Linked DNA regions of Cyprinus carpio: region 2 is linked to region 1. Evidence: chromatin contacts called from public Hi-C data. All regions are on one chromosome and are shown on one strand. The core of a region is the stretch at or near the end of the contact, and the rest is flanking DNA. Distances in the headings are between cores, read along the strand shown. Region 1 has its middle 15 kb from the start of LOC122139733. Region 2 holds the start of LOC109045134 (T-lymphocyte activation antigen CD80-like).

Evidence for each region. Hi-C and Micro-C count contacts between places; a contact is called where the count stands out from the background.
Region 2: a Hi-C map of skeletal muscle shows a contact between it and region 1, with 4 times the contacts expected there. The contact joins the promoter of LOC109045134 here to the enhancer-like site in region 1. A contact is called at or near these places in 5 of 8 Hi-C or Micro-C datasets (liver and skeletal muscle).

What each region holds. Positions count from the first base shown.
Region 1 is chrB15:27,053,292-27,056,414 of ASM1834038v1, forward strand. No RefSeq gene overlaps it. Among protein-coding and RNA genes, the nearest start is that of LOC122139733, 15 kb to the right of the region's middle. Within about 2 kb of position 1,525, at least 1 of the 8 cell types and tissues checked has an H3K27ac peak or open chromatin away from gene starts, as enhancers often do. A contact at or near this core is called in skeletal muscle, where this site is marked.
Region 2 is chrB15:26,996,468-26,999,590 of ASM1834038v1, forward strand. It overlaps LOC109045134 (T-lymphocyte activation antigen CD80-like), which reads left to right and starts at 1,523. Exons shown (of 8, transcript XM_042740114.1): 1 at 1,523-1,642; 2 at 3,123.

The DNA of each region.
Region 1 (3,123 bases), core at 275-2,774:
GAGGGGAACGCGTGACCCAAAATAACAAAATAAAACACTGAACCCAGGCCCTGGAGAGACAGACACTCCAGTCCAGACCCACAAATGATCCTGTGGCTCACGGTGACAGCGGCTCTGTTTTCTTTGCTTGAAGACAATGTGAAATTAAAGTTTATTTACGCTCTTAATACATATTCCTGGTCTTTCAGCATACTGTAAGAACTTGTTCCACCTCTGAAGCAACTTTCCTTGTTAGCTGACATTACCAAGGCCGCGTGGGCTGTTGGGTAATGCTAACCAATAGCCAGATAGTTATTTGCATATATTGTGTTAGCAAACACACATCTAGGTCAGGCTTCATGGTTTAAAATCAGTTCCTGTGCTACTTTTGTCCCTCGTTGAATATCCTGTTTCACTCTGAAATGTAATTCTTATTTAATAAATAATTGCTTTATAAATGTATTATATTAATATATAATTGCATTATAAAATTCTAATTTAAATTAATTGGTTTAGGCCTTTGAGTGGTTTTAGTATGGTTTTAGTCACCCACAGGAAAGAAAGATCACAAATTGGATTTCTATAATTTCTAGTGCATTGTGAATATTTATTTATCATAGAATAATTATCATAATAATAATAATATAATTTTATATTACATATTAATAGAATGTTATATTAATATAAAGGATTAAAATGTATATTGAAATGATGTATTATATTTTTAAATATATTTATATTAACATTATTTTTATTCAAAATGATTTAGATTCAAATTATAATCAGACAAATCAGATTATTTTTTTTTGTAATTATTAAAATAATTTTAAATTAAAGAAAATAATTGAATAAAATAAATAGAATTATAAGCTTATTATATATATATATATATATATATATATAATATACATTTTATTTGTATGTAGCATTATTTTTATATAAAGTATTAAAAATTTATTTATAAAGTATTAATATTTATGTTGAAATATATTGTATGTAAATTACATTTATTATAAAATATTTAAATTATATATTATTTTATTTATAATAAAAAAAATTATATACACTATGTCCAATTGCATAATGCACATTCTGGCAATATATTAAGTTATTTGAATTTTCTGCTTCATATATTGTTTCATTGTCCTTTGAGTGTTTTAAGAATATGAAGATTTTGAAAAATCACAAATCAGATGTCTTTTTAAGAGAGCAAATGTAACTTTATCTTTAGTCTCCTGCTATTTTTCCTCCTTTTCTTGCCTGTAATCTCAAATGTGTCTCCTATAGAGCTTCAGAGGAGACTCGAAAATGTCTCAGATCTTAACAGACTGCATGCCAACAACTGATTCATTTTTGTCTAACTCTATTTTTCCCTAGACATTTTGGGAAAAAAACATCAGAGCCAAATTTGATGCTTAATTCCAGCCTATCTTAGACTTAAACTCTGAGTGCTTAAACCAGGCCAGATCTAAAGAAGTGTGTCACTCTAGTGTTACACAGATCTGTTTGTGTCTCCCAGATACGGACTCGTCTTTACGTTCACTTTTCCTCTGGATCGTGTGCCATGCGTCCCTGGCAGAGGCTTCAAAGCGTACGCTAATGCTATTACTAGCTCAGTAATGTGTACGTCTTAAAGTTAAAGCACTGCAGTTCAGATATGGAGACCATGCTGAGCGAAACGTCTCAGTTATGCTCGGCGGCGTCTCAAGTTAACCATCCGAGTTTAACGTGCGTTCTCAAGGGAAAGGTCGAGTCTTATGCACGTCTATTAATACACACACATTTAAAGACGGTCACACATGCACAACGATGAAACCCAGAGAGAGGACAGCTGTTAGCTTTAGCTGCTCATCTCAGAACCTTTTCATGACACCGAACACACACATACTTCTTAGTGTTTTTCAAGCTGTTGTTGACACTAACTCTTCCTTTGGCCAGAATTAAATGGATTTGTTTTATAATTTTTACACTTAGGTCACTTTTAGCACTAGTTCAAAAAAGTGATGGGTAAATGAGGTGTGTTAGGTGAGCAATTGATGATTTATCTTGTATTCTGTCATTGCTGTGCTGCCGCAGAGGATGATGGGAAATGTAGTTTTGTCCCTGAGACCTGCGTTGTTATTATCACTATCTTTCATCAAAAGTAATTTGGATAATGATTTATTGTACAATCAGTATTCACAATTGAAACTGAATATATAAAACTAAATATATAAAAGAAAATACTAGGAATCAAATGGAGTGAGGAATTATTTAATTGTGATTGACAGGAAAGAATAAACAAGCACCTCCCACACTGTAAAAAAAAAGGTTGAACTCGTAAATTAAATGAAAATAAATAAAAATAAGATTATTGCAGTATGTTTTATGCACTATTGTGCCTGATTTTTACAGTTTTTTTTTTTTTTTTTGGAGTGTTTAAAAGTAAATCCTATGCCATTTTTATTTTTGGTGCATTTTAAAAGTCAACATAAAGTCTAACTAATCTAATCTAACTTGCACATGCATGTATATGTTGATATTGTGAACAATTTATCATGCTATTCCAAATATAAACACTATTTTTTATCAAAAATCCAAAGTCTTTTCTGCTCACCAAAGCTGCATTTATTTGATTAAAAATACAGTAAATACTGTAAAATTATGAAATATTATTACAATTCAAAACAACTGTTTTCTATGTGAATCTATATTAAAATGTAATTTATTTCTGTGATGCGCAGCTGTATTTTTAGTGTCATTTGTATTTTATTCAGTGTCACATTATTCTTCAGAAATCATTCTGATTTGCTGCTTAAAATACATTTCTGATTATTGTCAATGTTGGAAACAGTTGTGCTGCTTCATACTTTTGTGGAAACTTTGATACATCTAATTTTTCAGGATTCACAGATGAATAGAAAGTTCAAAAGAACCACATTTATTTAAAGAAGAAAACTTTACTGTGACTTCTAATCAATTTAATGCAAATAAATAAAAATGTAAGTATGTTAGTGTTTAATCACTGATGTTACTTGACCTTGATGCTCTGATGCTTGTGTGTGCGCAAAGGTTTCTGGGTATGTGTGTGAAGGTGTGTGAAGGGTTAAATTCCTCCAGCGTCTCCTGTCTGGCATGAACGTCCTGTTTAATGTAAACACTGAA
Region 2 (3,123 bases), core at 273-2,772, 57 kb before region 1:
TCATTTTTATGACCTCATTGGAATATATTTTTTGTAATTTTTAAGCAAAAACTCACTTAATTTTTATACATATATTTTTCAGAAAATAAATCTTAAGATTGTATGTAATTTTGCTTCTCAAGTAAATTAATCTTGATTTAAGAATATTTAGATATTTGTGCTGGAAAACAACAACAACAACAACAACAACAACAACAAAAAAAAAAAACATTTGCACTGAAAATACATCTGAAATCAAAAGGTTCTCAATGTCAACTTAAACATTTCTGTTTAAATTCTCAGAAAATCAAATGATCTGAACTGCTCCATATTTGTAGGACTTTTTCACTGTAGTTCAAACTGTAGAGCATGACACTTGCAACGCCAAGGTCGGGGTTCGATTCTGAGGGAATGCAACGTAGTCACTTTGGACAAAAGTATCGGATGATTACATGAAAAAAATCTGGGTAAAATATTTAAACTTGCATCCAGTGTCAGACTGCGGTAGTTGTTTACCAGTTTCTCGGATAAGTGTTGTGTGGGTGGCTGCAGCCTGAAGTCATGCAATTCTTATGAAGTCAAGAGAAGATAATGAGATGGTCACTGTGATCACGGAACTGTTGTCATAATTCAGTCAGATGTGAAAACATACATAATGCTTTTCACAACTGTGAATGAGCTTACCATGAATCCGTCTCACCTGAATGCACACAAACACAAACATTTGTTTTACATTTCATGCAGGAACTTCCCAGTGGCGTTTATTGTTATTCAATTAACTAAACTGTAATGTAAAACAACATATAAACTGTCTTTCTTCAGGGGACCATAAGGTACGTCCCCACGCTGTCGACACCAAAACCTCTCTCACAAACATTAGGCAATGATAGAAAAGCAATATAAGCAAAGAAATTACTGAAAAATATCAGATATAAAAACATAATAAAGATAAATAGTAAAAATGATTAAATGATAAATGATATGAATGGCTAATGAATACAAATTAATTAAAAGAATCCTTCAGATTGAAGAAGATGAAATGATTTGTGCACCCAATTTGATTATATTTAAATATAAAATAAAATCAATGGAATTGATTACATCTACATTTTTCAAATGTAAAGTTTTTAAGTTAAAGTAGCCATGGTGGATTCTACTTTTTCTTTTTTCTTTTTTTTTACAGTGAGTTTTATTTAATTTAGTAAATTACAGTAGTTTAGCCCAGTTTAGTGCAGTATATAGTTCAGTTAAAGAGATTCACTCAAAAATTATTATTGTCATCATTTTGAATTCCCATTGACTTCCATTGTGTTTTTGTCCATACTATTGAAATCAATGGCACTGGAAAATCATTTGGTTGCCAGCATTCTTCACATTATGTTTTTGTGTGTGTGTTTTTTTTTCTTTACGTTTACATTAGTCCAGCTTTTCTTGACAATTTCAGACGGCTCTCAATATGCTTATATTATTAAAGTATTTGCGTTCATGCACTGTGTATCAGTTCTCTGAAACTTAATGTGAAGTTACTCGCTTATAAAGAACACTTCCTCTCTCTCTCTCTCTCTCTCTTGCTTGCTCACTCTCTGTCATCTTAAGGAACTGTTACATGTGTGTGTTTCATTTCATCTCTTGCGCACTGCTGGGAGGAAAACCCAAAACCTTAGTAAGTGCTCTCTTATTTCATCCTCTTCTTTACAGACACATCTCATTATTTTATTACTCTTGCTTCACACACACTTGATTTCACTCATGTGTGGCTGGATCTGACCGATGGTTTATGAAGGCTTCTGTGGATCTGGACGCGATCTGACTTTGACTGTGTGCTGTGAAGTGTGTCTGGTTTCATCTCTCACACACATATGCTGGATAAAGAGTAGTTAAGCTGGTGTTTCTCTTTATTTCTCTTCCCTTTTGTCAGCGCTGTGTCTGTGATCAGCCCACAGAAGCTTTTATTTACTTTGATCAGTTCCAGTTTAATGTGGATCATTTATGAAGCTCTTTGATTTCTCTGTAAATGTGTGACACGTGAACTCTGAACTATCTGCGACAGATCAGCGCAATCATCACAGGCGGTTTAGCACATGTTTAGTTTGGTTAAGATGATTTCTCTATTAGCTCAGTCTTTACTTTAGTTAAAAGTCCAAGGTAATAAAATGGCACAGCCAGTTTACTTCAGTTTAATGTCCTCTGAGGTAAAGCACACAGTTCAGTTTCATTTCTTTTTTTTCTTTTCTTTTTTTTTTAGCTTAATTTCGTTCAGTTGAGTTCTGTATGCAATAAAGCAACCCATTTAGTTTAGTCTAGTTTAGTTTAGTTAAAATTATATGTACAGTAAAATAATAAAATGGCACAACAAGTTTGATTCAGTCTAGTTCCCTCTATGGTAAAACAACACAATTAGATCAGTTTTCAGCTAAGTTTAGTTTAGCCTTGTTTATTGTAGACATAGTGTAGACAACACATTAGTTTTAGTTCAGTTTAAAGTTAAATATAGCAGCATTATCGGTTTAGTTTAGTTTCTTTACTTTTATTAAGTATACGTAAGAATAAGTTGAAGTATATTTTAATTATACTGGTAGTATGTATACTTATATAGTGTAACAGTAGTAAACTTTGGGTACACCACTAGTCCACAACTATGAAATACATAAAAAGTAGATTTTTTTTTTCAAGTATACTAAAAGCACACTTAAATAACTTTCTTGTTTGAAAGGGTTGTTGGCTTTGGTTTATTGTCTTCCACGGTAAAAAGTTTAGTTTACTCTTGTTTAATGTAAATAATGCCAATTTTAGTGTAGTAAATAATGGCACAACAAGCTTTAGTGTAGATTAATAGCATTGCAGTAAAGCAGAACTATCAGTTTAGTTTAGCTATGCTCTTTCTGTAAGGAAACGGAACAAGCAGCTTGGTTAATTTTAGTTTAATGCATTCTGTAGTGAAACAGCACACTTATTTTAGTTCATTTTCTCTGTCTACAGCACAACAGCACAGTCGGTTTCCTTTCTCTCGCTCTATTCTGTTTGTCTTTCTCTTTAGTTGAGCATTGTTTAGTCATCTGGTGGAGGGCGTGTTCTTTGGAATTCCCTCTGACAGTATCGATATGAACAGATGACATCACTTTTGTCCCTTTCTCTCTGTGTAGG